Linked DNA regions of Mus musculus: regions 1, 2 and 4 are each linked to region 3. Evidence: chromatin contacts called from public Hi-C and HiChIP or PLAC-seq data. All regions are on one chromosome and are shown on one strand. The core of a region is the stretch at or near the end of the contact, and the rest is flanking DNA. Distances in the headings are between cores, read along the strand shown. Region 1 holds the start of Nsf (N-ethylmaleimide sensitive fusion protein). Region 2 overlaps Nsf (N-ethylmaleimide sensitive fusion protein). Region 3 holds the start of Wnt3 (wingless-type MMTV integration site family, member 3). Region 4 overlaps Nsf (N-ethylmaleimide sensitive fusion protein).

Evidence for each region. Hi-C and Micro-C count contacts between places; a contact is called where the count stands out from the background. HiChIP or PLAC-seq counts read pairs in DNA pulled down with a chosen protein or histone mark.
Region 1: an H3K4me3 HiChIP or PLAC-seq map of embryonic stem cells shows a contact between it and region 3, with 30 read pairs. The contact joins the promoter of Nsf here to the promoter of Wnt3 in region 3. A contact is called at or near these places in 14 of 39 promoter capture datasets (the 3T3-L1 cell line, the C10 cell line, cranial neural crest and 8 more), 1 of 484 Hi-C or Micro-C datasets (Th1 cells), 11 of 115 datasets of contacts at active chromatin or transcription factors (embryonic forebrain, embryonic midbrain, embryonic stem cells and 4 more) and 3 of 9 other capture datasets (adipose tissue, embryonic stem cells and pancreatic islet).
Region 2: a Hi-C map of rod photoreceptor shows a contact between it and region 3, with 3 times the contacts expected there. The contact joins the enhancer-like site here to the promoter of Wnt3 in region 3. A contact is called at or near these places in 26 of 39 promoter capture datasets (the 3T3-L1 cell line, 3T3-L1-derived adipocytes, the C10 cell line and 16 more), 11 of 15 datasets of contacts at CTCF or cohesin (CD8 T cells, the G1E-ER4 cell line, the NIH/3T3 cell line and 5 more), 349 of 484 Hi-C or Micro-C datasets (2-cell embryo, the 3T3-L1 cell line, 3T3-L1-derived adipocytes and 169 more), 66 of 115 datasets of contacts at active chromatin or transcription factors (the 230-238 cell line, CD8 T cells, the HPC-7 cell line and 42 more) and 6 of 9 other capture datasets (adipose tissue, embryonic stem cells, embryonic tail and 3 more).
Region 4: a contact with region 3 is called in an H3K27ac HiChIP or PLAC-seq map of embryonic stem cells, with 8 read pairs. The contact joins the enhancer-like site here to the promoter of Wnt3 in region 3. A contact is called at or near these places in 12 of 39 promoter capture datasets (the 3T3-L1 cell line, the C10 cell line, embryonic stem cells and 7 more), 3 of 484 Hi-C or Micro-C datasets (the G1E-ER4 cell line and embryonic fibroblasts), 15 of 115 datasets of contacts at active chromatin or transcription factors (craniofacial prominence, embryonic basal ganglia, embryonic forebrain and 8 more) and 3 of 9 other capture datasets (adipose tissue, liver and pancreatic islet).

The regions. Positions count from the first base shown.
Region 1 is chr11:103,952,632-103,955,331 of GRCm38.p6, reverse strand. It overlaps Nsf (N-ethylmaleimide sensitive fusion protein), which reads left to right and starts at 1,276. Exons shown (of 21, transcript NM_008740.4): 1 at 1,276-1,362. The coding sequence starts at 1,351.
Region 2 is chr11:103,910,766-103,913,465 of GRCm38.p6, reverse strand. Nsf (N-ethylmaleimide sensitive fusion protein) reads left to right here. Exons shown (of 21, transcript NM_008740.4): 7 at 75-150. Among named protein-coding and RNA genes, the nearest start is that of Nsf, 42 kb to the left of the region's middle. Within about 2 kb of position 1,390, at least 4 of the 459 cell types and tissues checked have an H3K27ac peak or open chromatin away from gene starts, as enhancers often do. A contact at or near this core is called in retina and rod photoreceptor, where this site is marked.
Region 3 is chr11:103,772,830-103,775,529 of GRCm38.p6, reverse strand. Wnt3 (wingless-type MMTV integration site family, member 3) reads right to left here and starts at 1,355. Exons shown (of 5, transcript NM_009521.2): 1 at 1,182-1,355. The coding sequence starts at 1,261. It also overlaps a transcript of Wnt9b not described here.
Region 4 is chr11:103,934,497-103,937,196 of GRCm38.p6, reverse strand. The region is part of intron 1 of Nsf (N-ethylmaleimide sensitive fusion protein); the gene reads left to right. Among named protein-coding and RNA genes, the nearest start is that of Nsf, 18 kb to the left of the region's middle. Within about 2 kb of position 1,261, at least 9 of the 459 cell types and tissues checked have an H3K27ac peak or open chromatin away from gene starts, as enhancers often do. A contact at or near this core is called in embryonic stem cells, where this site is marked.

The DNA of each region.
Region 1 (2,700 bases), core at 27-2,526, 180 kb before region 3:
AAAGAGAGGTAACTCTTGAGCAAATATAATTTTTGCTTAGTTCTGAGTCCTTTCTTAGAGACACTCATTACAGTGAAGATATTGATAGTGTGAATGGTTCTGACTTACTGACTTACCAGTTACTAAAAACTGGTCCCTATCTTGACCACCCTAGCATAGGAAATACCCCTGTAGCTCCCTTTTATCCCTGTCGGTGTGTACACCCTTTTGTTTGCTGTTCCCTGGGCCTGCTGAGTGCTTCTCAGGACTGATTAGGCTGCACCCCCTACCCCTAGTATCTCCCTTTTAGAGTATTTCAAGGTCTTCAGGTTTGCTCCCAGGAAGAGGTACCCATTCCATCCCAGAGACTTTCCTCTAAGAGGGTTCCTCCAACTTTACTTTTCCTTTTAGGGAGTAATCTTATTGAATATCTCATGTATTCTCATAGATATCATGTCTTATTTTTACATGTTGCATACATTTTAAATGACATTATATATTTGTAAGGGGACCCAAGAGTACTTTAGAGAAAAGTGCTGAAGAGGACATAAGGGAACGGATATGAGGAGGCTATGTCAAACATTCCTCCTTAACCCTGAAGTCCTGCTACATGCTAAAAGTCTCACTTTCAGCCTTGGCAGGACAGGGTACACCTGTCTTGTTTCCTGTGTGAGACTTTTACTGCTGTGCTGCTTATAGAACTATCTTCTGGTATTTTGTCTTATCCAAATCATTTTAGTTTTTCTGTGGCATTGTTTTTTTTTTTTTCCTGAGGACTCAAAATAGAGTTTTGAACATGCAGAGGTGGATGGCGGAATACCAATGCACGTTAAAACAAACGAACAAACAAACACCTTAAAAAAGATAGAAGTTGTGCTTATAAATGAAAATATCGAACTATAAAGCTAGCGCATATATAATTATGATTCACTCTCAAAACAAGTGTGCCTGCAAAGAAAAGCTCGGATTCGAATAGAATCCGAATTCAGAACCAGCTTTTAGCTATTGCGCGCCCCCTCCACAGTCCCCTTTGGGGGAAAGGCCAGCAACCACGCGGGGTTTTCTCGGCGCATTCTGTTTTAAGAGGTCTGGAAGCAGAAAGCTAAAAGTCCATTAAAAGGCCACGTGGCCAGCTTTGTGAAAACCGGGTAGCAGTGAGGCGGCCAGCTTGTCTTCAGCCAAAATGGCGGTGCTCGGACTGCGCGCTCGCACGGGATGGGGAAGGGCGTCGGGGACGCGGCCGGGCGCGGGCGCGGCCTCCCGGCGGCTGCGCGCCTGCGCGAGGGCCGGCTGCCGGCGAGCACGCGCGCGGCGGAGGCGGGCTCAGCAGAGTGCGGAGCTGCAACCTGGGAGCCGGACGTGTCCGCGAAGATGGCGGGCCGGGTGAGTGGCGGCCGGGCAGCCCGGGCTCGCAGCGGATCGCCCGAGGTCGCGACTGCTGCGAGGTCCACGAGGGCTCCGGGGAAGGGGCGCGAGGCTGAGCACCCAGGAACGCTGAAGGAAGGGAGGTCAGAGCAACGCTGGAGGCGAGACAGTGTAGCTGCGGCAGGGGATTAGCTCTGCTCAGAAACTCTGTCCTCCCCGAGGGTTGTCTCTTCGTCCCCCGGGTCTCCAGTGCTTCCCTTGTCATCCCCTGGGGCTCGTTTCTCTCGTCCTTCAAGCATCTTGAGGGTAGTGGCCACTGGAGCCCCCCTCTGACGAGCGCTGTGTGCCCTCCACACTCCTCCGAGGGTTTCTGAGGTGGCACTGCCGGATAACCGCGGGGTGTAGTCTGCTGCAGTCAGGGCGAGGGTGTGGGAACCCATTTCTAGTTCTTCCTAAATGAATGTTATGAAAAGAGGAGGGGAGGTCTGCAAATTACTTTTACGGCTAACCTTAGACCATCTCCTGGGGAGAAACATATCAGCTGTGAAGCAGCAATGTCTTTCGTGCAGATGGACTTGGGGTGTCACGTTTTGTTTTTCTAAATGACAGTCGATTCGAATGCAGCAGGCTGTGTTGTAGTCTCAGGGATTTACATTTTACTTCCCCATTAAGCTCGTAGGACGGCGGGGTAGGATTGGGGTTGGCGAGGAGAGATGGGGCCAGGTCACTGCTGTTATTGCAGTAGGCATCAGAGCTAATATCGCTGATGGATGGATCCTGCCCAGAGATTGCCCTGTTCGAAACCTGGGGACATTAACTGCGTCATTACAGACTAACGTTGTGCTTGACTGATTCACTTACACCTGAATATTTGAATAAGTTTGCATACATGTATGCATATATGTAAATGTCCTGTCTAAAGAGAATTGTAGGTCATGAGATTCTAAAGTCCCAAAGAGACGGTAGAGGTCATCAGACTAGCTCCATCTTTTTCTCTTCCTTTTTTCATAATCCCCCTTTTATCTCAAGCTGACCCTTTTAACTATTTCAGGGTCTGTTTTTGCCTCCTCAGGAGCCCCTCTCCTGAATCATCAGCCCTTCTGGAATGCACTGGTCTCTTAAACCCTCCCTCTGCCCCCACAGACTTTTCCTCTAACCATTTTTTTTCCCCCAGTGGCAAAGTCTGGTGATTTTCTGTGTGTGTTGACTCTCATTTGCCTACCACCTGCTACCTCCTGGGCCCACCACAGTCGGACTGAAATGCATCCCTAAAATTCATGCCCATTTCCCAATCCTTGTTACACGTGATGTCTCAGAGCGTCTGACAGTGTTGCCCGTCTCCTCCTTAATGGAAGA
Region 2 (2,700 bases), core at 141-2,640, 140 kb before region 3:
AACTTCATTTCTCCCTCGAGTCTAGCCTTGCTTTGAAATGCCTATAGCGTACTAATTATCATCTCTCTGTACAGATTGAGGTAGGCCTGGTTGTTGGAAACAGTCAAGTTGCATTTGAAAAAGCAGAAAATTCGTCGCTCAATCTTATCGGTAAGATGCACAGTTTTAGAAAATTTCAAATGAAGTGGCAATGCCTCTGATATTGCGTATGAGTTGTGTAAATGGTTTTCAGGTGATAGAGAAAGGAGACCCTTCCTTAAGGCTTGTTCTGTCACAAGCGCTGATTGATATACAATCTCAAGCCTTTAGCTGGAGTGCCCAGTTCACCTGTAACAATGTGAAACACATCGGCACATTTTAATTTCCTGTGCTCATAGCCAGACTTAAAACAATTAAAAAGAAATAATGACATTTCTTGGTTTGAAATTCTAAGATAATTTTGGGCTCACAAAGATTTGTATATGTGGCTGGGCAGTGATGGCTCACGCCTTTAATCCCAGCACTCGGGAGGCAGAGGCAGATGGATTTCTGAGTTCGAGGCCAGCCTGGTCTACAAAGTGAGTTCCAGGACAGCCAGGGCTACACAGAGAAACCCTGTCTCAAAGAAAAAAAAAAAAGATTTGTATATGTGGCTCACAGAATCCCAGTAGCTGTTGCCAGTTTCCCCTAGTGTGAACATCATACAGTGCAGTTACCCAGACAGATTCTCATGGGTCCATTGCTGCTGCCCAGCCTCCTGTCTTAGCTTGGATTCCATCATCTTTCCCATCAAGCCCTTTCTCTCTCCCAGGTCTCATTCCCGACCATCTCACCCCACACATAGCTTCTCTGTGTGAGTCCTCTCCCGGCTCTGATGGCTCCTCAGAATTTCATTATCTTTTGTGACCTTCAGCACTGGTCAGCCCCCCAGCTAATTGCCGTGTTAAACGCAGAATCGTCCGTCACTGTTCTTTAGTGATCCGTTGAGGACTGTGATCTTTCCAACAGATGGGATCTTGCTCACCAGCCTTACTTTGATATATTAAAACAATACAGTTTAATCTCTAAGAATAGCAGCTCATATAAATAATGATTTATTAACTCAAATTTATGTTCATGTCTATCCCAATAAAATAGAGAAGGTTTTTCATTGGCTACACAGCCTTGTCCAAAATTACTTAACTTTGTTTAAATGTAGTTTGGGAGCAGTTTTTTTGTTTTGTTCTGTTTTTTGTTTATTTGTTTTTTTAGTCAATAATTTACCAGTCTTTGTTGCTATTTCTCTCTTACTTTTGTGTACTATGTACCGGTGTCCTTGGAGGCCGGAGGGACAGTGTCAGATCCCCTGGAAGTGGTGGTGTGTAAGCCTCGAAGCCTAAGTGCTGGGAATCCAGCTAATCCTCTGCAAGAGCAGAGCACGATCTTAACTGCTGAGCCAGCTCGCCAGCCCAGGCTCGCCTCCAGCTTGTAGACCTCTGGCTCCTGTGCTCTAGCTAAATGCTAGGACCAAAGGCACAGGCCACATGCCTGTGGACAAGCGTTCACTAAAACACCTCATACTCTAAATTGGATTTTATTTGTATATTATTCATAATTTATTTTATACAATTAGTGTGTGTGTGTGTGTATCTGAGCATGTGTGGTACATATGTGGAGGTCAGAGGACAACTTTCGAGTCATGTACACTGTGTGAATGGCAGGAATTAAACTCAGGCTGTCAGTCCACAAGAGCCTTAGCTCACCAGGCCACATCAGTAGCCCCTAATTTGCTTTTTTTTTTTGATTAACATGTTCAAGCATCTTAAATATATCTCTATAATATGATTTTAATGCCCCCAATATCATTTTTATGAAGGCCATATCATAACGTTCTATTACTGACACAATATTTATGATGTGATTTTCTTGTTTTTTACTTTTGTACACCTTTTGTTAAAATACCTTATCCCAGGGCAGTTCTATAACTTTTGCACAGTGTAGGTGTTTTCAAGTAACTTACATGAAGATGTGATTTTGGTTGGAAAATGAACTTATATAGTAATTTGGCTCACAGTAAGTTTGACCACAAGAGGGCAGTAGAGTATAAGCAAAATATTTTTGATCCCCTTCTAAAGGAAAAGCATTAGTCTACAAAATTCTAACCAGAAAATTATTATCTGAATTTTTTTAATTTATTTTTTATTTTTTTATATTTTAGTGTGGTGTGTTCTTCTCTGGCTTTGTAAGACCCGTATTTCCCTCTTTTTTGTTTAGAGCCTGCTGTAAGGTATCTTGTTCTTTGTGTCCAAGACAGGCGTGGTTCTCTGGAGTTACTTTAGGTGGCAGTCTGACATTTATATTAAACAGTTTGTATCGTGAGAGAATTTGTAAGTCTGACTTTTTCAGTCATTAAAGTCTTCAGAATGTTTTTTGTCTCCGTGTGACAAGCCATCAGATTCATTCCACATATCTTCGTAGGCCGAGGTCTAGGTAAATGTGCGTATCTCACACACACTTCCCAGGAGCTGTGAGCCAGCACTTGCTGTCAGTGACACTTGTGGAGCTAGCGGAGTTTATATCTGGCGCACACAAGGTGTTTCCTTGCAGCAGCTAAGTTAATTTGGTTGGATTAAAGGTTAATGAGAGAGAGTTCTGTGGACTGGCTGCAGGTAGCCTAGATGCGGGAGCACCGGTTTGGTTGGGTTTGGAAGTTTATTACTGACCATGAATGGCAACCAGGCA
Region 3 (2,700 bases), core at 106-2,605:
CAGGGGCCAGTCTCCTTCTTACTCAGAGGTCCCAAATTCCTCCTCCTCCTCACCTCCCACCCCCCCCAGGGCTCTAGCCACTGCCCAGGAGGGGAGGGTTCTTTTATTAAAGTTTTCCGGAATGCAGGGGGCTGGAGACTGAGAGGGCTGGGGTGTAATTTAGAAAACTGGTTTTAGTGTCTTCCACCGGAGGACCTACAGAGGAGGAGCAGCAATGAGGCTTGGAAAACAGGGGAGTCTCTGGAGCTGGGGCTTCCAAAAGGCGGTTTATCTTCCAGTGAATCCCTTCACACACCCATCAGCTCCAAGTACTCCGCCTGCTCGCCCAGCCTTATTTACTAAAATGCCTTTTGTATCCGTATTTCTCAGGGACAGCATTCCCCCTTCCCTCGCCCTTTCTCCTAGCTTCCCCGTCTTCCAAAAGCAACGAATTTGACATGGAGAACTAGGTTTTCGCTCAAAAAAACCCAGCAAGCCTACCCCTCCCAAACAAGTACATTTTCAAAGAGCCCCCACCTCGCTTTTCTCCGGGATGGACAAGCAAGGAACGAATACACCCGGATCAGCAATGGCATCTAGGATCAGCAAATTCTATAGTCACTTCAGAGGCTCAAAATTAATCTAGAACGGAGTGGGGAGAATCTACTGAAATACCCCCTAAGTCCCCTGCTTGGGATTCCCAAAGCCCTTAAGGTCTCAAATATGAAGGCAAACGCGAGTATTGTGGGGGAAATCTCTTGACCGAGACACCGAAGAGGTGCGGTGGCGAAAAAGGACAGGATAATTTTACCCACGGAGACCCTAAAATGGAGAAGAGGAGTGGCCGGGCCGCGGGGACAGCACAGAAATGCAAGTGTGAGCAAACGAAGGTTCTTCGGGACCCCCAAATTGGGGTGGGAGAGGGTGAAGACTAAGAACGAGAGACCTTCAGGGGTAGGGAGAGCCCTCCCGCCTCTGCGGCGGGTAGCAGGGAAAATGGTGATTATCTGAGAAGCCAGGAGTTGGATTCGGAAGGCGACACCAGCAGAAGATCCAAGAGGGGTGGACGGCTGGGGGGCTAGCGGGAAGCAAGGAGAAAAGAGCCCCAGGCCTGCTGCAGCCCAGACCCGGCCAGCGCCTCCCACCGTCCCCGGGTGCGGCCGAGAGATCGGGGCCGCAGGCAGACAAGAGGCAAGTCTTACCACCAAATTGGGTAGCCAGCGAGGACCCTGGTGCCACTGAGCAGGAGGCCGAGTAGCAGCCCGAGCAGGTGGGGCTCCATTAGAAGCAGCGCCGAGGAGGAAGTTTGCCGGCGATCATGAAGAGGGGGAGCGACGCCCCCAATAGTTGGAACAAAGTCCACTTGAGGTTGGAAATGACTTTCGGGCTTGTCAGAGGCGCACCTCCACCCGCAGCCGCCCCCCTCCGGAGCCCAGCGCCGAGCAGCCGGGTTTGAGGATGTCAGCGAGCAGCCAATCAGCGCCCGCGGCCTAAGGTAAGAGATGAGTCTGTAGTTCAGCCTGTCAATCACGGGCCCCTCCCGCCCGGCCCACAACTCCGGCTCTGGGAAGGGCATCTCCCGGCAAACTTGGGCAAAGCCTGCGCCCCGGGCGCACGGAGGCCTCGGGAGGACCCGGCACGCTGGATTCTCTGCTGGCCTGGGACACCCCCTTCCCAGTCCACGCGAGCCAGGTTTAGGGAGCTGGAGCTTTGACCCGGCGTTCACGTGGTGAAGGGGTCGGCTTGGGCATTGATGGGTGGCTCCCTTTTCTGTGATCCCTTGGCACTTGGGCCCGTAAGGAATCGAGACTAGAAAGCAAAGGGGTTGTTTCCAGATCGCGCGACTGGGATCAGGGGCTAGGAAAATGCAACCCCTCCCAGTCTCCAGCCTTTTCGGGCTCGCGAGCTGGCGGCCCCTGCCACCCGGCCGCAGGTCGCTTCCAGGGTGTCCGAGGGGCGCGCGGGAGAGTCCGCTGAGGCTCTGAAGGTCTGCCAGCCGGCGGCGCCGGGGGACAGAGCTAGTGTCATTTGAGTCTTTTGTCAAGAGTCAGATTGGTATCGCGACCTCCTGCAGCCTTTGCATTTCCTGCAACTGACACCAGCCGCCGTTTGCATTTCCTGCGGGAGGATTCGGTCACTTTCTCCTCCTGCAGGCGTGCTGGCCGGACCTCAGCAGTACCTGCAGTTTCTTGGATCTTAGGATGGAAGCATTTGGGACTAGTGAAACACGGTATAGCTCTGTCTATTAGTGGTTGGGGGCGAGGGCTCTTCAGGAACATCTACCTCCCCTATGTCCAGGTCTCTGACCTATATTCCCGACCCTTCTACGGATGAGAAACTAAAACCTGGCGATTGGTGTTTAAGCGTTGTCCCGTGCAGACACCAGATTCACCCTACGACCTACTGAAGCTCTTATACAAGGGGAACTGTTCAGGCCTCCAAGGGGCACTCTTCTTACCAGTTCTCCACAGTTTGGGAGTTAAGTCTGAGCCCAATCATACCTAGATTGTTAGGATTCAGTCCCCTTACCTAGGTACCTCAGCCTCTCTACCCGGACACAGAAGACATTCAGCCCTTGAAATGCTCCTGGCTTGGGACCTAGAAAGCAAGCCAAAGGAGAAGCCATGGTGGGACTTAACTGTGTAGACGGTGAAGAGAGGGAGCCCACCCAAACCTGCCTAGCCAGGAATGGCGGGCTTTCTTGCTGTTAGGGGTGGATGG
Region 4 (2,700 bases), core at 12-2,511, 160 kb before region 3:
CCAACCAACCAAAAACCAAAACCAAAACAACCCCCTTTTTCTTGTTTTTGTTTTTGTTTTTCGAGACAGGGTTTCTCTGTATAGCCCTGGCTGTCCTGGAACTCACTCTGTAGACCAGACTGGCCTCGAACTCAGAACTCAGAAATCCTCCTGCCTCTGCCTCCCAAGTGCTGGGATTACAGGCATGCGCTGCAAGTATCATCGGAGTTTATAGTGTAGGAGGTTCTGTGGTCTTGCAGGTGACCATTTATGGTAACATTTCTATGTTGCTCTGGACCAATCGTATCTACTGGAACCATCTGCAGTGGTAGAGATCAGGCACTTGTGATATTTGAAATGTGGATAGTGATACTCCAAAATGAAATTCTAAGTTTTCATTAATGCTACTAGTCCTAGGTCTGGGAGTTACTTTGTTGCAAAGTGAAGGTTTCTTTTCTCTTCCTCAGAGATGGTCATTTAAAACAGCCATGAACACTTGTGGCCATTCCTCTTCCTGCCTCAGCTTTCCCAATGCTGGGATTACAGATAGAAGTCATGGGCCATACGCCCCCTCCCCTCCCACACACCCTGCCCCACATGAAAGGGCAATTTTAAACCCTTAGTTCTTCAGAGTGATCCCCTAGGAGAAATATTTGAGTGGGGGCATGTCAGCTAGGCTGGACCTGGGGCAAGTTTCTGTGTATTCCTCTCTTTCCTGTGGGAATCTGCAAACCTCTGGAGAAATGGAGCCAAGGCCTGAGGCGAGAGGCCTGAGGAAGAGACAGCATGTTCTTCAGGGTTATAGTCAGGGTAGGAGGGAATGTCTGGTGATGAGCCCTTTCTAGTCTGCTAGCACACTCTGATTTTCTTTTCCCCTTTCCTTTTGGATAGGGTTTCTGGTGGTCCTGGCTGGTCTTTAGTCCCTTTGTAGCTGAGGGTCATCTTAACCTCCTGATCTTCGTGCCTCCACCCCTCAAGTGCTGGGATTACAGGAGCGTTCGTTACCACTCGCTGCCTCATATTGAATTTTTCTTTATTTGACCGTGCTGTTATTTGATTTAAAAGTTCACTCAAGTAATCTATTTTCTAAAGGAAACTTTTACATAAGACTGTGTTATTTAAATTGGCAAACTGAAATACTGTCCAGAAAATCCTGCTTAAAGCCTGCACTTTCCTCCCCCCACCCCTTTTTTCTTTTTGAAAAGAAGCAAATTCTCTGCCGTTTAAAGGCTCTGGAATGACCGATGTCATAATTACTTCCACTGGAGTTCCCTTTTGTTTGATAACCTTGACATTCTTTAAGAATTGCCAGTGGCCTATAGCCCACTACCCATACTGTTTGGCATTTTAAATTACAATGAAGACACTCCTATATCCTTAAGCAGTTATGTGTTCCAGTAACTTGAACAACTCACCTTAATAAAACAACCCATCACTGATTATAATTTCATGTTTAAAAGGCTATATGCCTGTAGTGTTTGGCTTGTATTTTTTTTTTTCCCTAGAGGCAAAGTCAGTTTTAGAAAAAAAAAAAAAGTATGGAATTTTTCCTTGGCATTTCTATGGTAAATAGACAACTTGACTATTTATAGGGACTTACACTTTGTTTTAAAATGAGATACCCTGCCTGGCTTACCACCAAAACACAGATGCTTCTGCCTTCTAATAGGGAGGCCCTTTCCTCGTAGCATCTGTTTAAATTGGCTGCCCAGATGATATCCACAGATTCCCACCCCCTTCCTATTAAAGGACATTGACAGGTAAACAGGTTTACAAATGAGGTTAACCTACCATTTTGTAAAGTTTCTATTGTGTTGGCTCTGTCATGGAAGTAATTTTGTTCCATTTATTGATTTATATTTTTCCAATATGTATATGTATGTGGTGTGCCTTTGTGGATGTATGTTTTTTGCATGTGTGTAGGTGCACATATTTGTGTACATACATGTCTTCTGTGTGTGTATATAAAGCAAGAGGATTATGTCAAGAATCACCCCTCGGGGCTGGAGAGATGGCTCAGTGGTTAAGAGCATTGACTGTTCTTCCGAAGGTCCGGAGTTCAAATCCCAGCAACCACATGGTAGCTCTCAACTATCTGCAATGAGATCTGATGCCCTCTTCTGGTGTGTCTGAAGACAGCTACAGTGTACTTACATGAAATAATAAATAAATCTTAAAAAAAAAAAAAAGAATCACCCCTCAATTACTCTTCATCCACTGAGATATCAGCTCTTGGCCAAACTCAGAGCTCCCATACATGGCTAGGTTCCTCATCCAGTTTGCTGTGTGGATCCCTTGTCCCTACCTTCAGAGCTATCTTCCTAGCCCCAAGTTGTGTAGTGATTAAGTCATCTGAATCTAATTCTGTGATATCCTAAATGACCTTGAAGGGATACTGCCTTGGACACTTGTCCTTTGGGTGGTTTGAATTGGGTTTGTAATCTACGATTAACCAGCACTCACTGTACCAGGCCCAGGAGTAGTCCTCCGGAAGTATGGACATGAGCAAAATCTAGTCTCCAACCTTAAGAATTATCCTAGGTATGATTCAAGTGTGTAGGCAGACAGTGAAGGTCATCTTCAGGGCTTCCATGCATGTCTTCTCAGTTCTGTGGGGAGGGGCAGCTGTCCAGAATGTCTCCTAGAATAAGTATTGTCTAAGCTGAGAACTGTAGAGTGTATAAGAATTGGCCAAGGAAGGGATGCAGATTTAGGGGAAAG